Linked DNA regions of Mus musculus: region 1 is linked to region 2. The links are chromatin contacts, called in public targeted proximity ligation maps. All regions are on one chromosome and are shown on one strand. The core of a region is the stretch at or near the end of the contact, and the rest is flanking DNA. Distances in the headings are between cores, read along the strand shown. Region 1 overlaps Pum3 (pumilio RNA-binding family member 3). Region 2 overlaps Smarca2 (SWI/SNF related, matrix associated, actin dependent regulator of chromatin, subfamily a, member 2).

The links.
Region 1: a contact with region 2 is called in a targeted proximity ligation map of kidney, with 4 times the contacts expected there. A contact is called at or near these places in 14 of 130 datasets of targeted methods (the 230-238 cell line, the NIH/3T3 cell line, T-cell acute lymphoblastic leukemia and 11 more) and 3 of 9 other capture datasets (embryonic stem cells, liver and macrophages).

The regions. Positions count from the first base shown.
Region 1 is chr19:27,393,768-27,398,998 of GRCm38.p6, forward strand. It overlaps Pum3 (pumilio RNA-binding family member 3), which reads right to left. Exons shown (of 18, transcript NM_177474.5): 15 at 5,115-5,231; 16 at 2,528-2,615; 17 at 471-561. Among named protein-coding and RNA genes, the nearest start is that of Pum3, 34 kb to the right of the region's middle.
Region 2 is chr19:26,752,846-26,758,178 of GRCm38.p6, forward strand. The region is part of intron 28 of Smarca2 (SWI/SNF related, matrix associated, actin dependent regulator of chromatin, subfamily a, member 2); the gene reads left to right. Among named protein-coding and RNA genes, the nearest start is that of Gm46648, 68 kb to the right of the region's middle.

The DNA of each region.
Region 1 (5,231 bases), core at 2,459-4,958, 640 kb after region 2:
GCACTGACTGCTCTTCCAAAGGTCCTGAGTTCAAATCCCAGCAACCACATGGTGGCTCACAACCACCCGTAATGAGATCTGACACCCTCTTCTGGTGTGCCTGATGACAGCTATAGTGTACTTACATAAAATAAATAAATCTTTAAAAAAAGAAAGAAAAGTTTAAGTCGCATCTGTTTACTGTTTTTTGTGCGAGCACACAAAGCTCCTTGCCTCAGCCTGAGAGTATGGGTAAGAGGACAACTTGCAGGAGGAGTTAGTTCTCTCTTTGTATCATGTGGGGCCTGGAGATGCAACTCTGGTAGTCAAGCTTACTGGCAAATGCCTTTGTCTCACCGCCTCTACAAGTACTTTTTCATATTTGTCTAGACTAAGAGTGATGGAGTAATCCCACATTATTGGGAATAAACTCGAGAAAAAGAAAGAAATGAAATAAGTGTCTGTGTGTGTTGCATGACACAGCTACCAACCTGGAAAGAATAATGGCACCTCGGTTGATGCTGGCCCAGGACTTGAGGTTCTTCATACCAACACGCTCTACAAGGGTTTTTGCAAAACAACCTGCAAAGTAGACTGATACTTAGTGGGCGCCACATGCATATCCCCTTAAGTTAATATAAACACTAAAATTCTAGTATAGATCGAGCACTGTGTTAATAAAGCCAAGTTTCTTAACTCTGATGCAACTTCTAAACTATCTTTTAGCAATAATTACCCAAGAAAAACAAATTATTTTTAAAAAGCTTATTTGATCACATCTGTACTTTTGTAATATTTAATGATTTAACCTTGACCAGCAAGTAAATGTTTGACAATATCACTTTACCTGTAGCCAAAATTAGTTCCTACAGAAAAAAAAAATTAACTAGAAGGGACCAGTAACATGGCTAGTGACTAAAGAATGAACATTTTGGCTTACTCGTGGCAATTTCTTTCTACAATGATTTCGTAGCCACCATAGCCTGTTGTCCCAGCTCTGGAGGCTGAGGCAAGAAGACTGCCATGGGTTTCAGGCTATGTGATTCCTCCATCCCAAACACCGTTCATCTGTAACTCTCTTTCCAAGGCCTTAGCCTGTTGTTCCCTGTACCCTCTAGGTGCAGCTCATTCTCAGCCAGTGACTGGGGTTTGGGAAGGAAAGGGTGACCTATGCTGATGGCAACAATCTCACGTAGGTACTGTGTACATATAATAATTCAAAGACACGCATGGAGCACACTTAGCTCTTGTGGTAAACAAGGACAGCTAGTGAGGCTGTTTGCTTTCCAAAGGTGATAAAAACAACATGTTCTCCATGGTGTGCATTTCTAGATGCTGCCAGTCCCCCATTAAGGGTAGAATCTAAGTCTTCTGTTGAATCTGGGTGGTCTCATTGCCTGGACCAACAGAACAGGGTAGAAGTGAGATGAGATGACATCTAAGGACTAATCCTGAGGCCTAAGCATACGTGGGCTGTTTCCTTGGGACGCTCAATCTAAGCACCAACACCCGGGGCTGAGGACCTCAACTCAGACTCCTAGAAACTATGTATGGCTGGAGCTTGTTATTATTATATACCTAATATTCCCAGGTGGGATGAGATGTGGAAACAGGGCCCCTAGGAGCACAGGGGCCAGCTAGCCCAGCATATGGAGTGACAGATCACAAAAGACAAGCTCTGTCTCAAACAAGGTACACTGACAACTGAAGCTGTCCTCTGCACTCTACACATGTGCCACGACATGCTATGTCCATAGTCATACACATACATGCCATAAATAAAAGAATAAAAATAAATAAAAAACAATTAACCACCATGATGTGTGCAGGCCCAAGCAGTCTAGGACGAGGAAGTGCGGCTAACACTGGCGGCCCTGTGGTAGGATGAGGAAGTGCAGCTAACACTGGCAGCCCTGTGGCTGGGCCAGCAACACTGTGTAAACTCCAGTGCCCAACAAGGAGCCTTGAGAGGTAGGGAGAAACAAGCTCCACTAAAGCCGAAATCCTGCTCAGTGAACCACTAAGCCGAGGGAGCTTGTCACACAGCAATACATAACCCGGATAACAGACACTTATTCGTGCTTGAAACAACAACCACTCCAAGCCCACCAGCCATGGTTTAGGGCTTTTGGTGTCTTAATTATAAAAAAATCATTAGAAAAATGTTTGGAAATTGGTAACTTGTCAAACTCACCTAAACAGAGCATCAATGTTTCCAATAATGAAATTGCGGCAGAAACCAGTCCCAGGTCTTTATGTGACAGTACCACCCTCCGCCCTCCACTGGAAACTGTCTCCAAAAACAAATCCATGACCTCAGCTCAAAGCTTTTCCAGCCACCGTAACAGCTCATGGTATTTGCATGGTAGGCAAGCAGTCTACTAGTGAGCTGTAGCCAGCCCTTGACATTTAATCATTACTTACTTATTCACAGGCACGATTTCCACATACTTGGCAAATAGTACCTGAACCTAAATGGTCAGTATAAAGTCAAGGAATGCAAAAACTCCATGTAACACACACACAAAAGATAAGCTGCACAGCCTACCTTCCTTTCCGCTTTCTTTCATCTTTTTATCTTGCTCTAGTAACCATTTGAGAACCAGATGTCCTGCAGGATGCTCAGCAACATGAAGCTACAAGAGAACCCGACACGTTATTGCAGAAGCTAGTAAATATCTCTGGTCCCTGAGCCTATCTTTACCCCACGTGTAGACACAGATGTGGTTACGTTTCAGTTTTAAGAAATCTTAACCCAGGATGCCCATCATATACCTAGGGTGCAACAAGCAGCAAAGTAGAAGATCATAGCCCCTACAAGGTAGTGCAGAAATTAGTTTGTTTGAATAGCAACATACAATGCTCATCTAAAAAATCAGGTAATCTGTCCACTCTTCCCATGGCAACATTGTTCTAAGATACAAAGAAATCTCTGGGGAGAATGCTACATGGCGTTTAAATATTATTCTCTACAGTGACCTAATCAGCAGGCCAAGAAAACATTCTGCAGCTTGCTTGCTGGCCCTACCAACTGTTCCCACAGTAACAGTGGTCTCCCTTCATTTAGGATGAGAACCAATGAGCACTATTTCCATAGAGAGCAGTATTTCATCACATTCATCTGTCTGCTCCAGGAAGGCAGGGGTCTGAGCTTCAGCTGACAGTCCACTTGTCTCTTCCAATCCACGTTGTCAAAAGCATGCCACATGTCAGACATCAGACACTCAATACCAGAATCAAGTGCGGGTGGGGATTAACACTGCTGAGTGCCAGACTAGACCCATGGCTAAAGGGAATTAGACATGGAATGAATAACTGTGCTGTGAAAAAGATTCTAACTACTTACTCAACAGGTAGCCCCAACTTGTTTCCTCTAAAGGCTCCACTGTGGTCTCCGGGGCTACATCCTCAAGGCTTTAAGTAACCCTCGCCATCCAGTCACTCTTGCTAGACTGGTGTGGACGCAGGTGTGCCTCAGACCAATTTTCGCTAATGACATGGCAGGAAAGCCTGGCTAGAGATGGTCTTCCCTGACAAGAAAAGGCCTCCTTGCTCTTGCTTTCCTTCCTGCCTGAGAGCCTGATGTGAGCAAGTGCTGCGGCTATGGAAGCTGGCCTGAACTAGAACACACAGGGAAAGAGGGCAGGGCAAAGGAGCCCAACAGGGGAGGCTGACTGCCCTGTGCAGCACACAGCCTTTGTACTGTGACGACTCAGTGCTGCTACCACAAGGCATTCCATTATGTGTAGTTTACTGTCACCAGAACTACATCACTAGTTTAAAGTCCCTTGGACGGAACTAAAATGCAGCTGTTAGCATTCAGCTAACATAAAGGTGTGCATAAAAGTGACACGTACACTTCTGTCCAATGGATTCCAAACTCGAAGGGCAGGGACTGTCATTTCATCTATCGAGTATCTCTTTAAGCATTCCTGACAGATTTATTGCCTTTTCGATTAATGAATGAAAGGCTTAACTTGAACAGCTTATTTTATATCCTTGAGCAATGCCAGCGATCATAATGAAAGGCTATTCTATTTAGCACATAAAGGCTTTTGTGAGACTAACTGACAGTAGAGGTCAAAGATCCAAATAAATAAATAAATAAAATAAAATAAAATTGGTGGTTGCCTGTAACCAGCTGCTAGTTCAGAGCTCCCGGGTCTTACAAGGCAGCACAGGACAAAGGCAGTCCGATCGATCGGCGGCCCCTGCCTTCTGCTTGTGGCCGGCTGATTTGCAAACACGAGTCTTGAGCTCCCAATGCTCCCCTCCTCAGAGCTGCGGTATGGCTCCCTGCAGCCCACGCTCTTCTCCACCATTCTTGACTGAGCTGCTAACCCTTCAGGGCCCAGTGTAGCCTTTTCCAATTCCAGGAAGGCTACCTGGGGACATGCTGTTCTTATACAACCCCTTAGAATCCACAGTTGTCCTTCAGTTTTTGTTTCTATGTTAACTTAAATAATTACTTTCCTTAAATTGCATGTCTTCCGAAAGCTTTGGGGTGCAGCAGAGGACGGTGTTGCCTGCGGTACAGCACTAACAAGGCACACACAATCAGTGAACTTCAGATGCAACGTAGAATCACACCATGCCCATGTAACTACAAACAAGAAGGAACAACTGTTCTGTCTGAGACAGCCTCACCCAGCTCAGTCAGGCCCTCCACTTCATGTGTAGGAGAATGACCTTGAACTCCTATTTCTCCTACCTCAATCTCTCAAGTCTAAAGCCTAGGTTTGTGGTTATGCACCCGGCTGAGTGAGTCTTTTTTAATGAGTCAAACAAAATTAGGGAAGACTTCAAGGAGAACTATGGGCACTGGAATGCATTAGGCTTTGAATGGATGGAGCACAGGACAAACAGCACTTCACACCACAGGAAGCAGCTGCCACAGCAAGCATGGACTACTCTGGAAAGGTAGTGAAGGGGCAATCACAGATAACCATAAGTCATAGCACATGTCTGTAGGCACTACAGGATCTCTGCATTCTGGGGAAGACAAGTGCTACCACCGGCACTCTGAGTTACCGTTTTTAAATGTACTACTGGCATGACTGTTGACCCTCTGCAGAATCCACATCTGGAGATACTATAGGCCCTGGGGCTCTCCTACTATAATCACAGTACATCACCTCTCCGTCCTTGCCACCAGGATGCAGTTCTGCTGCTGCCAAACTGGCGATGGCATCCATAGCAGGCTGAACATCTCCAGTAGCAGATCCCAGCATGTCAGACACCAGCACACATGC
Region 2 (5,333 bases), core at 421-2,920:
TGGAAAGCAGATAGGAAACAGATATTTCTGCTGTCTGAGTTGCGTGATCATAGAGGTCAGCTGTCAGAGTTGCGTGGTCATAGAGACCAGCTGTTAGAGACGGTGCCTTAGCCCCGGGAACTCCTGTTGTCCTGTCCGACGCTGAACTAACTGAAAGTGGGCAGCTACATTGCTTGCGACTTGGGTTTTTCCTCCTAGCTTTGACGTATTACATGGCAGGCAGGGAGGAATTGTTCGAAAGATTAAGTGGCAGGAAAAGTAGAAACTTTCCACCAGGAATTTCTCTCTTAAGCCTTTCTAGCTCGTGTGATATTTTCCAAACCAGTAAAGGGGACAGGAGGAGAAAGGTTCATTGAGCGGTCAGAATTTCTTGTGTCTCCTGACTCATCAAGACTTGTAACTCCAGTCCTCACTAGCTTCGTTATTTTCTTTTTGAAAGAAAGAAAGAAAGAAAGAAAGAAAGAAAGAAAGAAAGAAAGAAAGAAAGAAAGGAAGCAAGCAAGCAAGCACACTTCTTTTAAATACTGTCAAGTGGCCACCAAAGGCACCCCACCTCCTCCTCCTGAGTGTGGATTGGCCTCTCAGTGACACTCCACAGAGGGCAAACTCAACCCAAACCCCAAGTCCACTCTTGGTCTGGAGTAAGCGTGAGAATTTTTTTTTTTCAAACCAAGAGTTAGTAACTGCAGTTTCTAGTCACCCCGACTTCCTCCTCCACCTGTTGCCTTCCCACAGGGGGAAGCTGAATCATTACACCCCACATCAGCCTCTGGTGCGAGGAAATTGACTCTGCTCTACCTCTGACTTTTTTGGTTTTGCCTTTGTGTCAGGAGAGCACACCATCTGTTTCTCTGACCAGGTGTGCCCTGGTCTTTGGCAGGCCTTTGATGATCACATCCATCGCTTGCTGATTCAATCTGGGTTTGCTGGAACACCGGAGTGGGGCTGAGTGAGCCTGTGGGGACTTAAAAGGCGGGAGGGGGTGTCTTTGAATAGTGGCTGTCATTTCAGCTTCCTTAATCAGCGGAAGGGTCAGCATCTCGTGGGTCTCATGTTACCAGTAGATTGTTTTATTTGGCTTTACAGTATTTGTGTGTGTGTGTGTGTGTGTGTGTGTGTGTGTGAGAGAGAGAGAGAGAGAGAGAGAGAGAGAGAGAGAGAGATGTTTCTATTTCTTGACTCCCCCCCTTTAGAAAAACTTAAAAATCTGGCAGGTTTCTGCCTGAGTTTCCCCCAGCGGGAGCTCCACAGGAGGGCGGAAATGGCTGCTCTCTTTACCTGACACCTCACAGGTGGTCTCAGCTGTTGCCTTCCCTACCACCAATATGGAGTATGAGTTGCTGGCTGTTGACCGACTTCAGGTGGCTTGTGTACATCGCCTACTGGCTGCATTTGTATCAACCTGGTGAACAAAACCACAACAGACGCCCTCAGAGCCCATTCCCAAGTGTGCCTGGGGAGGCAGAGCCTAGGGGCTCAGGGCACAAGCTCTTCCTAGTCTAGCCTCAGCGGCTTACATTTGAATCTGGTGTTCACTTACCTGCCTGACCCTCAGTTTCCCAGTGCACACAGTGGAATAATTCCTGCTCCCCACCCCCAACCCCCCAGCCTGTGGAATTGTTGTCCTAAGCAATTAATATAACCCCAGATTCTTTAAATAGTTTAATGATTAATAGTCCAACTTTGAGACTGTTTACAGTTCATCCAGCAGGTGAAGGGACCTCTGAAGAGAGTGTCCTTGCCGATGCCGGTTTCCATGGTTTTCATTCCAGAAACAGAAAATGCAGTTTCACCGGAACTGACTAGTGAGCATGTCTCTAGTTGTACTGTAGGCAAGGGCTATTTAAATATTTCAGCACCCAGGTATCGAGTGGCTCTTCCTCTTCCTGGCTTGCTTGCTTTCTTTGCTTATTGAGTTCTCCTTAAAAAGCTCCCTCTTAAGACTCTGACTCTCCCTGTGTTTTTAGGTACTTTCTGGAGAGATCATGTGCTGAACCTCGTACCGCTGCATGCTTCATGTATATTTCATGTTAGTGGTCCTCTAGAAAAAGCAATGGACTCTATTTATATTTTGTATTTCTCTTACCAAACTTGGTTCTCAAGTAGGAGGTGCTCAAATTAGGAGGGCCTTAATTAGATACAGTGTTGTATTTTTGGTTCATTTTAGAGAAAAAAAAAAGCTACTGGAAGGATGTACATCTTGCTGTGTTGAGGTTCCTCCAGCATTAGCGTCAGTTATTAATACAGTAACTCAGCCTACTTAAAGAAGGAGGGCCACCTGTACGAAACCCCATCTAACATGCCCGTCCAGTGTTAGTCGGGTTCCAATGGCTGTGTAGCTGAAGAGTAGATTAAGTCAGACCTCCATCTCTACTTAACAGATAGATAAGAAGAATAAGCCCTCAGGAGCAGTTGTTTAAAAATCCTTGCACGATTCGGGGACAGATGTGGCTTGATATTTCCATAAAGACTTAAGATAATTTGTGTATATTTACTGCTTTATATTTTAAAGCATGATACGGTTTTAAAATGTGACCCGGAAGAGCCGATCACATTGTGTGATTCACGAACCAATGGCTATTAGGCAGTACAGGACTACGGCTACTAGTTCCTACCATGTTATTTGTCCCAGATAGAAAACTTTATCTCAAGCCATACTTTGTTTTGACTTCGTGGACATGTTTTGTTCTCTGCTTGTTTTGAAGGCTGTTAACCACCCTCTCACCTTCTATAATATTTAACCCGAGGCACTCCGTTTCTTTGTAAAGGATTCCTCCTCTGTTGCACCTGTACTCTTTAAAATCGCCATGAGATGCCATGGGGAATAGGTGGAGACCTACCCTGCAAGTCTTCTAGGTCTCAGGAAAAGGTTCCTAGAGACAGCCTTAAAGGCAGAGGTTCTGGGCTTTGGCTCTGCCTGGTGTGGTGTCCTGTGACTCAGGTGCAGCAGCAGCCCTGGTGACAGAAAGTCCTCCAGCCTGTGGATGTGGATCCCACATTAGGGCATGGTTTCTGGAGGAACTTCTTGACGCTGCAAGACTGTCTTCGATATGGTTGTTCTTTCCCACATTGAAATCCTTTCCACTGATTTTTAGCTAGTCTACAAACTAGTCAGAGAATGAATCCAGTCTTGTTTCAAGAGATGTCCTTTGAAAATAGTTCTAAATGGGCATCCCCAGCCCAGGGCCACCTTCTTCAGGTAGAAACATCCCCCTTTGTTCTCTGAGTGACACTTAGACCCTCCCCGGGCATATTCTGCTCTTGTACTGCCCATTTGAACCTTGCCCACAAGAATTCCCGCTGTGCTCCAATGGTATGAGGTAGTTCAGTTGTTTGATCTGGACACCAGAGCTTTGTGCACGTGGCTCAAGGGTCACTTTGCTTTCTCTGGCATCTTTGACACAGAGCCAGCTGATGTTGGACACATGACATAAACCATAAGTATCTTTTCTCAAAAACTGCCAAGTGTAGACTTAAGCTAAGTAAGCTTTACTGTTTGAGCATCCTACACGGAAGTTCCCCGACTCCATGCAGCCCCGTCTCACAGTGTTCGTTCTCACCGTTGCTCTTACTTGTTTCTTAGTCTTTAAACAAGTATGTGCTTATCTTCCTGGAGTTTCTCGAAGCCCAAGATGTGTCGGAAACTATTGCTGGAATGTTTTTAAAGGAACCAGGACAGGGTTCTGTGACATGCCCTGGGAATCGGCTCAGGTTGACACGAATCTGTTGAGACCAGTAGTCCTTGAGGTTGGTTCTGTGTTGTTGAACTTCCAGGGCCTAGCCCTGATGTCGTCTGCGTTCATCTGTCCCTTCTCAAGGTTATCAAGAAAGACTAAAACCAACTACACTGTGTTTGTAGCCCTTTCCCATCTATCAACCTAGAAACCCTGCTGAACAACTGAACCGAGGTTGGCCTGCCTGCCTGCCATGGCTTTTTCAGGGACACCCCCTGCTAGTCCTTAATGATGTTATTTATCTTTGCTAAGTAGCCCCCCAGCCTCTGGGCAATTTAGTCTAAGTTCTCAACAAGTGTCAAAATGAAGCCTAACAGCATTGAGTTTCATCTCTCATTTCAAAACAGGGCCCTTTGCTACTCTCTAGCCTCTGCCTCCATTTCTTCTGTCTGATTTCCTTCGCACTGTTGGCAGAAGCAATCTACACTTTTTCAGGGTGTAATTAGTTTACCACTGGTCATCTGAACTCATTTGAAGCACCTTGATATGTTCTTTTTTTTTTAAAAAAAAAAAGAAAAGAATTAACTCTCCTATCAGGAGCTTCTCCTGTGTTTATTATACCTTGCTTTTCAAATCTCTGTCCTCCTTCCTAAAGAATTTGGAAATGGTGGCACATGACGTGCACAAATGTTAACCAGCAGCAGGATGCCGAGGCACGAGGATATCCAGTTTGAGGGCAGGCTGGGCAACATGATGAGATCCTGTTTCAAAAAACAAACAACAGAGTGAATCAAAAATCTTAAGGATATGGAAGTAGAACGTGCATTTATACATTGCTTGTTGTTTGTTTTTGTTTTTGTTTTTTTACCTCAAATGACTTAAGAGTTGGACCTATGGTGACATGAGGCAGTTGGGAAGGCAGGAGGTTCTCTTGGCTAGTCTGATCCATGGCTACAGGGCAGGAGGCATGGCAGGAATGGGAGCTATGTATCTCCTACCTCCCTGAAATGGGTTGCCCCCACCCTTAGAATTTTAGTAAGTCCTCAGTGATACCCTGACGGATGGTCCGGGCCTGCACTTGATCCGAATGTAGTGCTTTTGGCGTTGGGGAAACCATTTGCCCATCCTACAAATACTCCCCGTGCTGCTTTCAGTCCAAGCGATGCACTGCTAAATCTAGCCACAGGATCCTCATTCCGGGTCTCTCTCCGGCCTCCTCTGCGCTGTACCAGGTAGGGAAGGCAGCTCTGTACTTGCTGCTGACACAGAATAGGGGGAGTTGGGAAAGGTGGGTCATGAGAGCTTTATTACACCAGAATGCACTCACGATGTTTGGTTTTGATTTTTCAAGAAGAGTCATCATAATGACACTTTTCTGGGGGGCAGAGGGAAGAGAGAACCAGGTGATATTTCTTTACATTATATATATGTATGTATGTGTATATATATATATATATATACACATACATATATATGTGTGTGTGTGTGTGTATATATATATATATATATATATATATATCCCTTTTTAAAGGACATGGCAACTCCTAAACCCAATCAAAAGTGTCCCTGTTTAATCCTGGCATACACTAGAAAGTAACTTGTAGCATTCCCTATTTCAAGTTGGGCCAAGCCGTGATTTTGGAAGGCCCGCTATTAACT